2 separate regions of the Canis lupus genome follow, and region 1 is linked to region 2. The links are chromatin contacts, called in public Hi-C maps. All regions are on one chromosome and are shown on one strand. Each heading gives the region's core, a stretch centred on a gene start, on an enhancer-like site or on the middle of the called end of the contact. The rest is flanking DNA. Distances are from core to core; before and after follow the strand shown.

The links. A called contact is a pair of places that touch in the nucleus more often than the background predicts.
Region 1: a contact with region 2 is called in a Hi-C map of blood, with 3 times the contacts expected there. The contact joins the promoter of MRPS26 here to the promoter of ITPA in region 2. A contact is called at or near these places in 2 of 9 Hi-C or Micro-C datasets (amygdala and blood).

The regions. Positions count from the first base shown.
Region 1 is chr24:18,668,073-18,671,686 of UU_Cfam_GSD_1.0, reverse strand. It overlaps MRPS26 (28S ribosomal protein S26, mitochondrial), which reads left to right and starts at 2,159. Exons shown (of 4, transcript XM_038571365.1): 1 at 2,159-2,461; 2 at 2,556-2,702; 3 at 2,796-2,919. The coding sequence starts at 2,250.
Region 2 is chr24:18,531,749-18,535,385 of UU_Cfam_GSD_1.0, reverse strand. ITPA (inosine triphosphate pyrophosphatase) reads left to right here and starts at 1,379. Exons shown (of 8, transcript XM_038571747.1): 1 at 1,379-1,532. The coding sequence starts at 1,467.

The DNA.
Region 1 (3,614 bases), core at 910-3,409, 140 kb before region 2:
ACACTGTTCTTCTTCTCCCTCCCAAGTCCCTCTACCCCGAACCATGTCCCAGGAAAAAACCCTTTACCTTTCTCTCTGCACCACTGTCCCTGTGCCTGCTGCTTTTAGCATAGGAGGGATGAGGGGTGGAAGCACTTGCCCAACCCCGGGCAAGTGTCTGCCTGTGTCTCTGCCTCTCTCTCTCTCTCTCTCTGTCTCTCATGAATAAATAAATAAAATCTTAAAAAAAAAAAAAAAAAAACACTTGTCCATGTCACCACCACATCCATTCCACACCCCCAACTGCCATGGAAGAGAGATGACAAAGGACAGAGGCAGCATGCCATGCACCAGGTGCCCCAAATGCCCCTACACTGCTGCCTGGCCCTTGGAGAGCTTCCCTTACCTCTGTTCCTCTTCCCAACCTTCTCCCACTTCTAGAATCCCTGAAGGAGGGAGGGGTAGGCCTGACAGACAAAGGAAGGCCCTCTGCTGGCAAGGCTGGGACCCTCTGTGTCCCAGGAGGTTCTGGGGAAGGCTAGTTGCCAGGAGCCTTTGGGGTCCAGATCCCAAGAGTCTTTGGATGAGGGGCAGTGAGGGAAGAGGGAAGGGCATTAGGAAACACAAGCTATCCTTGAAGTGCCAGGTGTCTAAGGGGCCCTGGAAGAAATGGAAAGAGTTATGGATGGAAGCGCCTGTCGTCTTGAGTGCTGTTATCCAGGCTAGGCTTCCTGCTGCTGCTGCTGACTGTTCATTTTGGACCCTCGAAGGCTCAGCACTGGTCCCATGGCTGGTACCCTGGAGGAAAGGGAGCTTCCAGCTCAGCCCAGCCACCCCCACCTGCCCCCAAGGTGGGTTAAAGGTATCCCCCGCCTGAGTGGGAGGAAGAAGGTATTAGCTGGGGCTCCTTCACCTACTGTGAGCCTAGGGTAGGAGCAGTGGGCAGGCCACAGCCTTGGCTCGTTTCTGAGGAAGGGTCCTGGGCACTGCAGCAAACGGCCCAGACCAGACCGCCCATAACCTCCCAAGCAATTCCCTGGCTCCCCCTGAGAACAGTGTGCCCTGGGAGGGCAGAACTACAGGCTGGTGGCCCCTCTGTAGAAAGCAGCACCTGGTGCAAACACTGCTAGTAAGTACAGGGAGAGGCCTGGCATTGGCCAGCAGGGGCCATTGTGGCTAAGGACTTGGGGGATATGTGGACAAAAGAGGGGAGTAATGAGCTAAAACTGAGACGACCCCTGGGCACACAGCAGGATGCTATCTGCTATCCTTCCTATTTCCCAGAATTCTAGACAATTTATGATAAGATACTTATGTTAAATTAAAAGAAGTAACTAGTGGAGTGGAGAGAATTCTACTGAAAACCTCCATAAGACAGTGGCTGTACTAGGGTCCTCCAGGCTTCTTTCTTGTCAAGAGAAGCCCATATGTCCGGAGGTGAGCAGCCCCTCAGTGAAAAGAGGTGAGGGGTGTGAACTTACACTATTAGGTAAGGGGGTCCCAAGAACCAAGGCTGACGCACTAGAAATGCAGTGATTGCAGAAGACCAGTGTGCAGCGATGGATTATTATTACTATTTTGCATTTATTTTAAAGTGCACGGGAAAGCCATAACTGAAGGAGAAAAAGTAAATTCGTATTAGGCAAAAACATTACGTAATTTAAGTTGGTGTGAGCTCAGGTTTTTACAAACCAGGTTTGTTTGGGGTGGGCAACGCCCAGGGAGCTCCAGAGCCCCCACGCTGGGTTCCCTAGCCGGCAAGGGGGTCCTCAGGACGAGAGAGCAAGCTGGCCGCCTGGCGGACCAGGTCGGGAGAGGTGAGGGCGGGCAAGGTCGCAGGCGAGCAGCCTGGTGACCAGGGCGTCCTCTGAAATGATCACCTCCTCCCCCCACAGACTGGACCTAGAGCACCGCGCCCTGTCGCCTTCCAATAAAGATACGAAGCCCCTGAAGCTGCTGCTTCGAGCTCTCTCCTCTGTCCCGTCCCTCGCCCACCCGCTCTGAGACTCTCCAGCGCGGGGGTTGGGGGACGTGGGCCCCGCCCGCCGGCGGGAGGGACGCGGGGCGGGGCGGGGCAGGCCCTGCAGGGAGGGTGCGGCCAAGGCCCGGGCCCGAGGACCCCGCGGAGGTGTGCCTGCGCGCGCCGCCCCGCCCTACGGGCTCCCGGGGGTGGGGGCGGGGCCCGCGGACTACGCGTCCCGTGGTGCCCCGCGGTCGTCTCCGGGCCCCGTGATGCCCTGCGGCGCGCCGGAACCGGGAAGGCTGCGGCCATGCTTTGCGCGCTGAGAGTTTGGGGCGCGGGTCCCCGGTGGGGGCCTCCGGCCCCGCTGCTGCTCCTCGTGCGCGGCCGCAAGACCCGCCACGACCTTCCGGCCAAGTCCAAGGTCGGGCGCGTGGCGACCCCGCCCACGGTGGATCCCGTAGAGTTCTTCGTGCTGACGGAGCGTTACCGGCAGTACCGCCAGACGGTGCGCGCCCTCAGGTGTGTGTGACGGCGGGGGCGGCCGCCGGCGCCGTGGGCTGTGAGGCGGAGGGCGGGCGGAGAGGGTGCCGACCGCGGGCCTGTCTCCGCCCAGGCTGGAGTTCGTGACTGAGGTGCGGAAGAAGGCGCACGAGGCCCGGGCCGGGGTCTTGGCAGAGCGCAAGGCGCTGCAGGATGCCACCGAGCACCGCGACCTGATGGCCTGGAACCAGGCGGAGAACCAGCGGCTCCACGAGCTGCGGTGAGTGGGCCGGGAGGCGGGGCAGGCCGCTGGTGGCGCGGGGCAGACCCAGCCGCGCGCAGTCTCAGCCTCTTGCCCTCGCCCCCACCCCAGGTTAGCTAGGCTGCGGCAGGAGGCGCGGGAGCAGCAGCAGCGGCAGGCGGAGGAAGAAGCCCGGCGGGCCCGAGAGGCCCAGGCCTGGGCGCAGCTCAAGGAGCAGGAAGTGCTGCAGCTGCAGGTGGGTCGCGTCTCCGGGCCTGGAGCTAAGGGCCGGGAACAACTCCTGGGCGGCAGTCCTGGGCGCGGCGCAGTGGGACACTGGCCAGCGCACTGAGGGAGCGAGCAGCCTTGAGGCTCAGTTAGCAGGTGAGGATTTGGGGGAGGAGTGCAAAGAGAGTGACGGGCGCAGACACCCAGAGGTGAGAGTTGACATTAGAATTGTAAAGTATCCGAGTAGCTAGGTGGCGGTAAGCCCGCCTCTTACCCCGGAAGGGCCCCCAGTTCCACAAGGAGTTGGTATTTTGTTTTGCGGGTATAGTCATTGAAGTGTTAATATTTTGGGCTAGGGTGGCAGGTGTGAGACTAAAAAGCAGGGAGACCATTTGGGAGTGATCCATTAAGAGTGGATGAGGTCTGAATTAAAGTAATGGGGGGGTGCGGAGAACAAGTTTGACAGAGATTAACGAGGGACATTGAGGCAACATTCAACCCAGTGGGACTCGAGATTGTCACAACTGGTGTGCTTGGAGTTCTGGCTGAGATGTCCAGTGGATAATTATCTAAGAGGAATATGATAAGGCTGCCTGATACTCTTCCACTGGAAGGTCACAGAGGACCTGGGCTCCAAGCATCCATCCAGAGGGAGAACTGGAGACTCAGTGGGCTAAAGGTCAGCAGGCCTGTGCTGGAGACTTCCATTCAGTAGCTTTCTGT
Region 2 (3,637 bases), core at 130-2,629:
AAGAACTAAGAAGGGGTAGGGGCTCGAGCATACAAAGGGGAAAAAACTCATTAGCGAGAAGGTGAAAAGGGATGTTTGGGAAACAAGGTTGCTCTGTTATACAGATAATTACTTCATGGTGTGTGGGTGTGAGTCTGCTAATACTTTTCTTCCAGTTGCAAGCTCTCCAATGTAAATTTTTGCAGTTATGGTGGAGGCAAGAACCTTTCCTGCATCTGCTGTTTTTATTACTTTTAACTCAAAATAATCTTTATGCCAAAGGGGCACATGTTGAGGCATCTCATTCTGCACTCCTCCACTGTGTTCGGGATGCAAAGATCTGGCTGAGGGAGCGGGCATGGAGAAGGCATGATGGATGCGAGAAGGTGTAGGGATGAGGGAATGAGGGAGTTGAAATACTGAGTTCCCAAGCCTGGAAGATGGGTGAAAAGACCTGGCTTGCTTTAGGCTGTGCTAAATTTAAATTCAGAGGCAAGTAGTCATCTGAAAAGAAAATAATTTCAAAGATACCGAGAACAGATTGGTAGTTGGGAGCTGGGAGAATGGGTGAAGGAGGTTGAAAGGCATAAATTTCCAGTTATAAAGTAATCCTGGAGACGTACAGCGTGGTAGCATGTTGACTGTAGTTAACAATATTGTACTGCATATTTGAAGGTTGCTGCGAGAGTAAAATCTAAAGGTTCTCATCACAAGAAAAAAAACAGGTAACTATGTAAAGTGATCGATGTTAACCAGACTTACTGAGGTGAATGCTTCCAAGTGTATACAGATACCAAATTATAAGCCGTACACTGAAACTAACATAGCGTTATATGTTAGTTACATCTTAAAACAAATTCCTTTTTTAATCCACAAAGTAATCAGAGCTGGCGGGCAAGGAAAGAACGGAGTGGGGCTGGAGGTGAGGTCAGGATAAAGATCCAGATTTGCAGCCCCTGCCCAGAAGGACACAGCTCTCGCAGGTAGATTTGGAGGTGCCCGCGGAGAAGGCGAACCGCCCAGAGCACCGGACAGCAGCTCATTACCGTGCAGGTTCTTTGCTTCCCTCGATGCCCCCTTCCCAGAGAGGGGAGAAAGCAGAGGTGGGGCCGGCGGCTGCAGTGGTCTCTTCTGGTCTTCGAAGAGACGTCCCCTTGGCGGAAGGGCATGGTCTCAACGCGCTCGACCGCCAGTCTCGGGAAGACCCCGCCATTCCGGCGCAGACGGAATCCAAAGTTCCTGCTTCTGGGAATCTTGTGGCTAGCACTGAGGACGGGAGTGGCCGGGCCGTCCTCCCTTCTAGCGCTCGGGGCCCCAGGCTGCTCAAGCGGCGCTCGCCAGGGTCTGAGCAGGGAAGCCGGATGCCCAGCGTTCCCCGGCCTGGGGCCCTACGCCGGAAGCTGCGCCGCCCGGTTCCGCGTCAGCGGAAGTGCCTGCCACTCGAGGCAAAGGGCTTCCGGTGGGTCGGCTTGGTCATCGGAGTCAGCATGGCGGCCCCCTTGGCGGGGAAAAAGATCGTGTTTGTCACCGGGAACGCCAAGAAGCTGGAGGAGGTGCCGGGAGGGCGCGGGAGGCCGACCAGTGGCGGCTGGGGTAGCGCGTGGTAGGGCCCCCTGGGGACCGGGCGGAGAAGCAGCCTCCAGGCGGAGTGCGCATGGAGGGGCTGCCCCGGGCGCGTGGAACAGGCTGCGCCGCGCTGAGTGAAACGGCCGTGCGTGCACAGTGGGGACGGCCGGTGGTTGGCCTTGATAGAGCTAGGGCGTTGACAAATCCGGCCGTGCGAGCGCGGAAGCTGCGGGAGCCAAAGGAGTGCCAGGTCCTCAGTACCTGCCCCAAAGATCCCCGATTAGGCTGGACCCCAAACCGGGGCTCTTGACACAATTCTGGAGCTGATCCAGACCCCGCTGCCGACCTGGGGTGGCAGGGGTCAGAGCGTGGGACCGGCAGCCAAACTGGGCGGTCCACGCCCCACCACTGTCCAGAAATGTGATCCTCAGCCTCCTTCCTCTTCTGTGAAATGGGGATGATTTGGAACATCTTTTTCACAGCGCAATGGGGAGGAGTGAAGAAGAAGGCAAAAAAAAAAAATTCAAAGTTACTGCTTCTGGGAATTTTGTGGCTAGCAGTGAGGATTCTGCGGGTGGATTGATAGCCTTTGGGTGCAAGTAATAGAGACACACAGGGAACTCATGTAAACCACCAGGTGACTCTTATGGGAATACCAGTGTAAGGATGCCCCCCAGGACTTGAGTGTCCCAAGGGCCTATCTTGCCTTTGTAGTTCTCTGAATGCTCATCCCTTTCCTAGTAAGCGTTTTTCTGCTTACTTCCCTCCTGGTGGAGTGGACAGTGAGGCTTCTGCCATACATTAGCTCTCGCTAGCCTTGCTTGGGAAAAGGGTTTGTCCGTGCTCATTTATGGCCAAGGAGGTGGGTCATGAACCAGAGCCCTGGGCTGATAAAAAGTTTGGGATCCTGAGGCCGGGCCAGGCCGGTCCAACAGACAAGTAGTGCCACCCTGAAAAGAGCCCCATGCAGGATAGTGGATGCCCAGTTCCCAAACCCGTCTCTGGTTGCGAATGTGGCCACCTACATTTTAAGGGGCTAGAATGGCCAGAGGAGGCTTACTGGAAAAGATGAAGTTGTCTTAGAACAGGGTGTCTTAACTCTTTATCTCATAGTCTTCCTTTTTTTTTTTTTTTTTTTTTTTTTGAGATTGATTTATTTATTCATAAGAGACACAGGCTGAGAGAAGCAGAGACATAGGCAGAGGGAGAAGCAGGCTCCATGCAGGGAGCCTTATGTGAGGCTTGAACCCAGGATCCTGGGATCATGACCCAAGCCAAAGGCAGGTACTTAACCGACTGAGCCACCCAGTTGCCCCTATCTCATAGTATTCCATTGACAGGCTGATGAAGGGCGGCCCCAGTGGCACAGCGGTTTAGTGGCGCCTGCAGCCCAGGGCGTGATCCTGGGGACCCTGGATCCAGTCCCACATCAGGCTGTCTGCATGATGCCTGCTTCTCCCTCTGCCTGTGTCTCTGCCTCTCTCTCTCTCTCTATCTCTCTATGTGTCTCTATGAATGAATAAATAAAATCTTTAAAAAAAAAAAAAGACAGGCTGATGAAGCCTATGGACCCTTTTTCAGGAAAATATTTTTAAATGTACAAAGTAGGGGATCCCTGGGTGGCGCAGCGGTTTGGCGCCTGCCTTTGGCCCAGGGCGCGATCCTGGAGACCTGGGATCGAGTCCCACGTCGGGCTCCCGGTGCATGGAGCCTGCTTCTCCCTCTGCCTGTGTCTCTGCCTCTCTCTCTCTCTCTGTGACTATCATAAAAAAATAAATAAGTAAAATAAATGTACAAAGTAAAATACATGCAATTATAAAGGAAATTCTCCTAAAATACAATTCTCAATGTAAATATTTGTGATCTAGTTAACATATGCTTTATTAATGTATTAAAGGAGCCAGTCTACCCATGTGTGTAGTTACTATAATTTTAAAATAGGGTTGAAAATATTTCGAGAGAATCTACTACAGCTGTAATGAGATACATCTGTGATTTTAATGGATTGAAAGGTCACAGGAACTGCTGATGCTATTTTGGTTTTTCATATTCACAGCTGAAAGAGATGCTAAATTCAACTTGGGTTTAGTGA